2 separate regions of the Pan troglodytes genome follow, and region 1 is linked to region 2. Evidence: chromatin contacts called from public Hi-C data. All regions are on one chromosome and are shown on one strand. Each heading gives the region's core, a stretch centred on a gene start, on an enhancer-like site or on the middle of the called end of the contact. The rest is flanking DNA. Distances are from core to core; before and after follow the strand shown.

What was found. Hi-C and Micro-C count contacts between places; a contact is called where the count stands out from the background.
Region 1: a Hi-C map of stem cell-derived neural progenitor cells shows a contact between it and region 2, with 4 times the contacts expected there. The contact joins the enhancer-like site here to the promoter of MAP4K4 in region 2. A contact is called at or near these places in 1 of 7 Hi-C or Micro-C datasets (stem cell-derived neural progenitor cells) and 1 of 1 datasets of contacts at active chromatin or transcription factors (stem cell-derived excitatory neurons).

Annotation. Positions count from the first base shown.
Region 1 is chr12:21,400,531-21,405,449 of NHGRI_mPanTro3-v2.0_pri, reverse strand. No RefSeq gene overlaps it. Among named protein-coding and RNA genes, the nearest start is that of RFX8, 59 kb to the left of the region's middle. Within about 2 kb of position 1,434, at least 17 of the 24 cell types and tissues checked have an H3K27ac peak or open chromatin away from gene starts, as enhancers often do. A contact at or near this core is called in stem cell-derived neural progenitor cells, where this site is marked.
Region 2 is chr12:21,237,509-21,242,920 of NHGRI_mPanTro3-v2.0_pri, reverse strand. It overlaps MAP4K4 (mitogen-activated protein kinase kinase kinase kinase 4), which reads left to right and starts at 1,311. Exons shown (of 29, transcript XM_054678099.2): 1 at 1,311-1,743; 2 at 2,079-2,144. The coding sequence starts at 1,687.

The DNA of each region.
Region 1 (4,919 bases), core at 185-2,684, 160 kb before region 2:
TTATTTATGGCTATAGTTTTTTTGTTTGTTTGTTTGTTTGTTTGGAGACGAGTCTCACTCTGTCCATGCTGAGGTGTAGTGGCACAATCTCAGCTCACTGTAACCTCCACCTCCCGGATTCAAAAGATTCTCATGCCTCAGCCTCCCGAGTAGCTGGGATTACAGGTACCCGCCACCACACTCAGCTAATTTTTATGTTTTTAGTAGAGATGGGGTTTCGCCATGTTGGCCAGGCTGGTCTCGAACTCCTGACCTCAGGCGATCTGCCCACCTCAACTCTCCCAAAGTGCTAGGATTCCAGGCGTGAGCCACCGGCCCGGCTGTGGCTATAGTTTTAAATGCTACCTAGACTCCAAATTGCTGTACACAACCTGTCCCCAAGTCCGTGTGTGCACATCCATTATCTGGGGTTTCAGATGTCTGGGGTTTCTATGTCTTAGGAGTTGCCCCCTAAGTATGGGAGTCCAAACTTTCCCTACGACAGAACTGGAAAAAAACAAAAGCAAAAACAAAAGAAAGCTAGTTCCACTTTTATCCAGAGAGAACCGAAAGATAGGATCACATTTCCTCAAACTTCTAGTAAAGAAGTCAGGCATGGGTCTGGGTTCTGGAGCCTGGAGCCAGCTGCAGGGCCGGCCGGTCGCCTGGAAACAAACAGTCCCACATAGGCCGGGGGGAATCTGCGCGCGCTGCCTGCCTCCATTGTTTTCTTTCCTGGAATAGCTGCTTGTTCTCATCAGCTAGTGTGGTCAGCATTTCCATTCAAGATCATATTGTCAGGGCTTTATTTTTAAGTCAGGCATGAAAATGGGCCTTGAGCTGAAACTTGGAAGCTGGGTAATTAGCATATTTGAAAGGAAGCCAACTGGTCTTTTGTTATTCCGTGGGGCAGAAGGGGCTTTTCCATGCTCTTCTGAATGACAAAAAGGGTTTGTGTTTGGGGCATTTTAAAACGAAGCAGTAGGCACGGACTTGGCTGTTTACACACAGAAGCTCACAAGAACATTGTCTCTGGGCTGCCTGGATGATGTCTGTAGGGGCTGCGAGACCCCAAGGATGTTCTCTGCTGACCAGAGGAACTGGAGCACTTTAATGTAGCAATTGGAAGCCAAGGAACTTTGTGTTTAAAGTAGAACTGCTGGAAGTGGCCAAGTCCACGGCTGCTTTCCAGAATGCCCTTAGAGAAAATGCTGACCCGCCAACTGGCAAATACGTCCTGAGTGCCTTCTCCCCACGAGGCACTAGTTTGGCAGAAATTTGGAGCTGGGCTGGGCAGTGATATGGAAAGAAGTATGCAGTCTAAGTAGGAGGGTCATCTGTATCTAGAGAGATAAAAACACAAGGTTAGTTAATGCCTCTTGCTGCAAGAGGAGCCAGACGTGAAAGGGATAGGGAAGCCCAGGAGGGGAGGGACCATGAAGGATTGGGAAAGATTGCTGCCTACGTGTTAGGGGGGTAGGAGGGCAGGTGGAAAGAACAATGGCTTTGGAACCCCTGACTCACTGTGTGACACCGGCAAATTTCTGGGCCTTGGGGAAGTACCAGAAATTATAAGAAAACTAGGAAAAATAGTACCAGGACAGAGCTGCTGTGGAATTGTTTAATGAGATAATGCATGTCAAGTGTTCAGCACATAGCAAATGGTAATTACTGTGTTTAAATGATGGGTATATTGGTTTTTGGAGTTAAATAATCTGAGCAAACGGATCTGGTCAGAAATCCTTGAAGGTCCGGGGAGCCGGTGGGATGAGTCTGGTGCACTGATTCCATGGCAGAGGGGCAGGACCCTCTGTAATCCCCCTGCCCCCCATTTTGTGCACACTAAACACATAATTGCTGGCTAAGTTTTTCATAATGTACATAAACAGGACAAACGTATTTTCCCTATATTTCAGATGTAGAGATCAATATAAGTAGGGGTGTCAGATAAATCATAGGCTGTCCCAATGGGGCATATTTTTATTAAAAATTATTTATACTAAAAAGTTGTTGGTTTTTATCTGAAATCCAATTTAACCGGGTGTCCTGTAGAGAGAGAGAGAGTGTGTGTGTGTATGTGTGTTTGTGTGTGTATGTGTGTGTGTGCATGCACGCACGCCCTAAGTCTAGAGACCCTATTCCTAACACCTATGTACCCAACACTCAGAGTTAACAAGTATCAATACTTTGCTATCTTACCTTGAGTTTTTTAATGTTTTAAAGAGAAAGTTACAGACCACAGTTGGAATCTCCTTGTCACACACATACCAACATCATTCTTCTCCAAAAATGCCCAAAATTGATTCTATTCGTGTGTATCCTTATGTGGCTGTTCTACTTTTTCTATATGTGTATGTTTCCAGAAACAAAATACACTCTTGTTTTCTGTGCTTTATAGATTTACATAAATGATATCTTAGTGTATTTTTCTTTCTGCCATATAATTTTATTTTAAACATGAAATTTTTGATAAAAAATATTATATGTGATATACACATTGTCATCACCATAATACAGCCAACGCCTGTGCATCCATTACCCAGCAGAAGTGCCGTCCATTACCCAGCGGAAGTGCTGTCCATTACCCAGTGAAAGTGCCGTCCATTACCCAGCAGAAGTAGAACGTCGCCAATGCTTTTGAAGTCTCTGTGCCTCCTTCTGAATTGCATCCCCCGACCCCACATAGAAGGTAACTGCCTCCATGAGTGGAGTGCTTATTCTTTATATTTCTTTGTATTTATTTATTTATTTATTTTTATTTATTTATTTTTGAGACAGGATCTCACTCTGTCGCCCAGGCTGGAGTGCAGTGGCACAAGCTCTGCCCACTGCACCCTCGACCTCCCAGGCTCAGGCAGTCCTCCCACCTCAGCCTCCCCAGCAGCTGGGACTACAGGAGTGTGCCAGCATACCCGGCTAATTTTTGTATTTCGTGTAGACACAGGGTTTCACCACGTTTCCTAGGCTGGTCTTGAATTCCTGGGCTCAAGCGATCCATCTGCCTCAGCCTCGGCCTCCCAGAGTGCTGGGATTACGGATGTGAGCCACCGTGCCTGGCCTTTCTTTATAGTTTATCATAATATATGTAATTCTGAATGACAGTGCTCAGTTTTGAGTGAGTTTAAACCATGAACAGAAGAGAACATTGTGCTGTTTATGTTCTTCTGGAGCTATGCTCTCTTGACTTCATATATTTAAGAGGTTCATTTCGTGTTGGTGAGTGTAACTATGGTTCATTGTTTCTTTTCACTGCTGTTTACTATTCTATTGGATAAACACACTGCATCTTGTATTGCTACAGGACATTTGAGTTGTTTCAAGTTTTTGCTACTACAAACACAGCTGTTATGAACATTATTATACTTTTTTCTGGTATATATATATATATATATATATAATAATTTGTCTGTGGTAAAAATACCTTAGTGGGATCTCTGGGTCCTTGTATTATTACCATCATTTCTTAAAGTGGTTCTACAAGTTTATACCCTCACCAGAGTCTTGACCAGTTTCTACCTCTACCAGAAGCGTATAAGTGTCTTGGGTGTTTCACAGTCCCTCCCACACCTGCCAAGCTCCTGGGGACAAAATGATGTCTTGCTATGGCCTAAATTGTCTTTGCCAGATTATTAATGATATTGATCATCTTTTCATATAAGTATTGGCCACTTTCAGCTCCTTTTCTGTGAAGAGACTGTTCCGGTCATCTGTTTATTTTTCTATTGGGTTTGTCTTTTTTCTTATTAATTTGTAAGAACTCTTCATATATTCTTGTTACTAACCCTTTGTTGGTTACATATGTTGAAAATATTGACTTTTAGTTTGTGGCCTGCCTTTTCATTTTTTATGATATCTTTTGAGGAAGAAACAGTCTTAATTTTAATGTTGTCAAATGTATCAGTCATTTGCTTTTCTGGTTACCACTTTGGGTGTTAAGAAAATTTCCTTCTTTCCTCCCTTCCTTCCTTCCTTCCTTCCTTCCTTCCTTCCTTCCTTCCTTTCTTCTTTCTTTTCCTTCTTTCCTTCCTTTCTTTCTTTCCTTCTTTCTTTTTCAAGGTCTTACTCTATCACCCAGGCTGGAGTGCAGTGGCACAACCACGGCTCGCTGTAGGCTCCAACTCCTGGGCTCAAGTGATCCTCCTGCCTCAGCCTCCTGAGCAGCTGGGACTACAGGCATGTGCCACCATGCCTAGCCAATTTAAAAAATTTTTCGTAGAGATAAATTGCTTTTGCTATGTAGCCCAGGCTTGTCTTGAACTCCTAGCCTTAAGCAATCTCCCTGGCTTGGCCTCCCAAAGTGTTGAGATTACAGGAGTGAGCCACAGTACCCAGCCAAGAAAACTTTCTTTATGCTGGCATTATAAAAATATTCTTTTATATTTTTCTCTTAGAGTTATAAAGGTCAGCTTTGTTATTTAAGCATTTAATCTACCTGAAATTGATTGTTGTATATGGAGTAAGGCAATGATCCAGTTCTGTTCTTTTACCTTATGGATAACCAGTTGTTCCAGTGTCATTTATTGGGAAGTCTATCTTTTTCATCGATCTACAGTGCCATTCTTTTCCATACATGCATGGCTTTATTTCTAGGTTTCTTTTGTTCCATCAGTCTGTCTGTCTATCCCTGAGAGTTCCATACTGTCTTAATGACTATAGCTTTATAACAAGTTTTAATGTCTGGAGAAACAAGAGTTACTAACTTCTTCACAGCATCTTATCTATTCTCAGTTTTTAACTTACAATATAATTTTTGATGCAACAAACTTTTATAGGATTTGTCTATGTAAGTATATATTATTTGTCATTAATTTAACTGCCATTTATTTGTATTTACATTATACATATGTATTCCATTTATAAATGCCACAGTTGACTGTCCATTGCCCCACTAATGGACATTAAGTGGTTTCCCATTTTTTCCTTAGCACCTATTAGAGGAA
Region 2 (5,412 bases), core at 62-2,561:
CTGCACAACGCGTTTGTGTGGGGGAGACACAGTATGTGCATAAGAATTGGTAGATGATGATGGTGATGTTTATGAAAATCCAATCATGAATAGCCGGAGGCCACTGTTGTCAACGAGTGGTCCCTGTAACAGCGACGTTAGCTACACTGAGAACTTACACATGCACATTCTCAGGCCCATTGCAGACCTCCTGAAACGAGAACTCGGGAGGCAGGGCCAGGCAGTTGGCACTTTGCCTGAAGCACTCACGTTTTGAGAACACCTGTCAGGTAACAGGGAACCACTGAAAGTTTTTGGACGGTGGAGGAATGCGATATAAATGACTGTTGATTCACTGGCATTAAAGTGCCTAACTACCGACTGGCTTCCGAGGTTGCCGGAAGAAACCTGTTGGTTGATCCTTAGTGATCTCCAGGTTACAAAATGCGGGTTGGTACTAAGGGCCCCAAACACAGTGCTCACCTACCGAGCGCAGCCAGGAGCGCAGCGCCAGACAATTACAGGAGCTGTTCTGGATATGGCCGGGCAGCCCAGCGATGCTCAGCGAATCCCACAACTACAACCACAACCGTACCACACATTTAGCCTGCAAAAGCAGAGAAAGGAAAAGAAAACCGTGCAGGGAAGCCGGAAACGAGGGACCTAAGGGTCTCCTCTCTAGGGGGTGGGAGAGTGGGGGATGGGGCGAATGGGGCGAGGAGGGGGCGAGGATCGAGGGAGGCCCCTCCTCCGCTCGGCAACACCCGGTTCGGGTCCCTCTAGAGCCGGGACGCGGCCGGCGGGACACACCCTTGCCCTGGGAGACGCGAGGGTCCATGGCCTCTTAGTGTCGGTCCAGCTCAGTTTCGTGTCATTTGTTGTTAGCGCGAGGTAGGGGCGTTTCCCCACCCCAGCTCCTCCCCGGGGAAATCCCAGCCCGCTTCCTCCCCGCTCGTGCTGTTTTCGGGAGCGCCGTGCGGGGTCGAGCGCGGAGGCCGCACCCTGGGCGCCGAGCGTCGTGTCGGGGCCCCTGCCCGCGCTGCCCGCCGGCGCGGCCATTGTTCGAGCCCCACCCCTGATGAATATTCACGCCGCGCGGGCGCCTCGGCCCGCGCCCTACCCGGCAGGGCTCGGGGTGTGAGTGCGTTTCCGCCGGTTTTTCCTGCCTGAGGAGGAAAGGGGGAGCTGTTTTCTCTCTTCTCAGAATATATTTTTGGTGTCCCGTTTCTCCTCCTCCAGCGCCGCCGCCGCCCCCTCCCACCCCACCTCGCTCCCCGCCTCCGCCTCCGCCTCCGCCTCCCGGGTTATCTTTGTCTCGCTGCCTCGCGCTCACTCGCTCAACTCTCGGCGCCGCCGCGGCCCCACGCTCCGGGCCCGTCCTCGAGGCGCGCGGCGCGGGGCGCGGGCGCCGGGGCCTGAGGCGGCGGGCGACGCCCGGGGGCCTGACGGCCGGCCCCGCGCCATGGTGTGAGCGCCGCCGCCCGTGCACGCTCCGTCCGCCCTCCGCGCGGCCCGGCCGGCCGAGAGCCCCGAGCGGCCCGAGAGCGCAGCCGAGCCCGCCGCCGCCGCCCGCGGCCCCGCGAGGAGAGTACCGGGCCGGCCCGGCAGCCGCGCGAGGAGCGCGGTCGGCGGCCTGGTCTGCGGCTGAGATACACAGAGCGACAGAGACATTTATTGTTATTTGTTTTTTGGTGGCAAAAAGGGAAAATGGCGAACGACTCCCCTGCAAAAAGTCTGGTGGACATCGACCTCTCCTCCCTGCGGGTGAGTGGGCCCGCGAGCGGGCGCGCGGGGAGCGGGCAGCCGGCAGCCGGCAGCCGGGGCCGCGCCCAGGTCGGCCGGGCGCTCGGGCGCCGCCGTGGGCAGAGCCGCGGGGCGCGGCGGCCCCTTTGTCTGCCTGTGCGGGCTGGTGCGGGGCGGGCGCTACCCTCCTCCGCCCCCACGCCCCCAGCCCGCCGCGCGACCCCCGGGCGCTGGGGGACCGCGCGGGGCGAAGCCCACCTCTTTTGTCACCGCCTTTTCTCTCCAACTGCCCTGCTTGATTTATTCATTTTTTTGGCTTCTTTTAAATGATAACCCCTCCCCTCCTTCCTCTCCAGGATCCTGCTGGGATTTTTGAGCTGGTGGAAGTGGTTGGAAATGGCACCTATGGACAAGTCTATAAGGTCGGTGTGGGCGCCTTCTTTGTTTCCCGTGGCATGTGGAAACTTCTTATTGGGGGACGAGGAGAGGGTGATAAACATGCTGCTGACTGGAGGCCACGCCGCTTGGCCAAAGTTGGGAGAGGGGTTTCTTTCGCCTTGCCGTCCCTCTGTTTTTGCACACCGAGTTTATATTCAGACTGGCCTTAAAAGACCTCATTTCCTGGCTTTGAGATAAGGAAATAAGCTACACTCTTAGGCATGCACTTTACTTCAATAAAATGGAAAAGCATTTTTTAAAAATAAGACAACCTGAATTTTTTCTTTTTTTCCCCAAATCTGGCCTTCTGAGTTTGTGTGTAAATTAAAATACAGTGGAGGCGGGCCTTGCCTCTGACGATCCTAAACCACTGCTTTGGCCATCGTGAAAACTGTCATCATGTTTCAGCCTCCACTCGGTGCTTGCCAGTTGCTCAAGGTGTGGGGAGTTTGGCGTGACCTGGGAATATTTTATAACTGTGGTTGTCATCCTTTCTATTGATGGATACGTATTTTGGGGAAGCAGGGAGGAGTGTGTGTTTGGGCAACAGTAGCAGGAAGAATTACAGTGTGGGGATTATAAAATCTGAATTCCAGGAATAACCTGTTTGACAGCTGTGTAATTGAAAGAGAAATGACGGAGAGCGAAGAGAATATAGAGGATGCCCTGGTTTACGCCCACCCAGGTCTTTCTCTTTTTAAAAAATTTTAACACCCACCCTCCACCCCGGCGATAAATGAAACTAGCAAATCTGGAGACTGAGTCTGCGCTGAGTAGCTGACACCTGATGTGACTAACAGTGTTCATTTTATACATTGTACAGTCTAGAGATTATGAAAGATATGTAGGGAATGGAGGCGCAGGCCTTGAAAATTCAGAACGGGATGTTAAATTTTTCCTGTCTTAATTTGTTTCTCGTTACTGAACGTTTTCTAAAAGTTTAATCTGCGCTGGGGGAGTGTTCTGTTAGAGTCGGTACAAGGTTAGGGAAGCAGGGCTCTGTGGTTCACCATGAAGAATTGTCATTGTCTCATTAAAAATGGGTGGAGTTGGGGGGGGTTGGAAGCCGACTGTAGACCTTTTCTTAGGCTAGATTAAGTGTGGATCTTATTGTCTCTTTTCTGCGTTGTGAGTAGAGTTTATCTATCACTTGAACGCCTCTCCTTAGCCTAGACTTCTAGCCTGGGTAGTGTACTGTACTGGACTGTGGTCCGAACTTGGGTCAGTATTCTCAGGTGATCTCAAGTGTATTAGCTTGTGTTTTGTTGGTTAACTGTTCGGGCCGGGGCCAGATTTTTGAATTTGAAATAGAGCCCCGTTAACTCAGCTTGCCCGGCTCAACTGAATTTGGAAGGCTTTGGAAAATTTTGGAAAAGATTGTGTTGCAACTCACTGAGTGGTTGGTAACTGGCTAAAAGACATTCTCCCCGGTCTGTTGTTTGTTTAAGCACCAGTCATTTTTTTTCTAACCCAGTTTTTTCTCGCCAAATCTAAGTGGTGATTGTAGTCTTCCAAGTGAATTAGCCAGAGCTTGTTTTTGACCTGGCTACACAGTAGTTGGATTGTTTGTGTCTTATTTGGTCAGCATGGATGTTAAGGGCAGAGAAGTAAGCTAGAAGGCGATATAGTCTTTAAACCTTAAGAGAAAGGAAAGAATGAAACCTCAGTTTGTCTTTATTGGTTTTAAGAGGTGGGAGCTGTTTATGGTAAGAGTTTAGTCAGGTTCATTGTTATTTCCCCTCATTGCCATTTTGGTTCCATTCCCCCCAACCTTCCCGAGCTTTTGAACTAGGTTTGCTGAGCGCTAGCTACGTTTGGCAGGTATTTGGGATACTGGCATGACACAGCTCTCTGACTACAAAGTCGGTACAGTTGAGAATTTCTCTAATTATGCAAACCTAGGGAATTAAATCTGTGCAAAAGTTGCCTACAGTCCAGAACAAAATAGTGCCTGAGATTTTGCTCATAAGCAGTTACATTTTTATATTGTTATGGAAAATTTCAAACATAAAGACTGGAGAGCTCAGTTTATCAGCAGATGACTAATCTTGTCTCATCTGTATTCTTCTTTTCCTCCTTTATTTTAATGTAAACCCCAAAATGCCATTTCAGCTGTAAATACTTTAGAATGTTTCTTTTTTACACAATCACATTGTTGTTATCACACTTAGAAAATGTCATATATTCACTGTTAACGTTTTCCTGATTGTCTCATACATCAGTAAAATGTGTTTTTTTTTTTTTACTATAACAAGTTCTTTAATGTTTACAAGCAGGTACTGGGAACTTCAATCTTAGAGGTGGTGAAAATAGCAGAACATCTCTTTTTTTCCTCTTTTTAACTATTTAATTTCTAGAACCATTTACAATTATGTGTAGGAGTTAATTTAGGATTTTTGTTGGTATGATTTGCTTGTGGTAGATTTGGGATTACATTATTAATACTTTAGAGTTTGTTTATTGCTGCTAAACATCCTTTAGGATGAATAGCATTAAAGTTTGAGAAATATTTGTTGCTGAATTGTTATTTATAAAAAGGTCTTTATTTTTAAACATAATTTCAGGTAAAAAAAATCTGTAAGCTGAACAACTTGTCCTCATTTATTTTAGTGTCATATTTTCTATTTTTCATTAGCGCAGATGTTGCTTATTTTGAGGCAACTATATTTACATGAAGTGAGTGAGTTGAAAAGAGGGAGTTTTCTGAGATTTGGTATGTCGTCTGAAATAGCTTCTTTTGGGGCGAACGACCCTCCTGCAAAACTGTGCTAATGGTAGACCCCTCATTTATGGAAGAAAGGGAGGGGGAGGGGTGTGTGTGTGGCAGTAGGGCTAAGAGTGACCTTTGGGAATGGTAGAAAGGTTAGGGAGTAGTGGGAATTTCAAGGAGATGTTATTTGGACTTGAGGAGAGACATCTTCTTTAAGCATTGAGGAGCCACTGAAAGGTTTTGTTGGAATTGGGGATCCCTGAGAGTAGGGGACTTGATCCAGTTTTTTGGGGATAACTTCTAATTTTCTGTGTCTCCGACAACAGTGGTAAATGGTCTGGTATAGTTGAACAGTATGTAACTTCATCTTAAAAGAAGGAGGTGAAAAACGGGGTATATTCTGTTTAGAGAAATTTATTTTCACCCTTAGGTTTTTGAGAGACGGATACTCATAAACTTAAAATTGTAAATTTCTCTTCACAAGGTTACATTCAGAGTACCATATATTTATAAGAGAAGTGTCTGGTATGATCAGTGAGGAG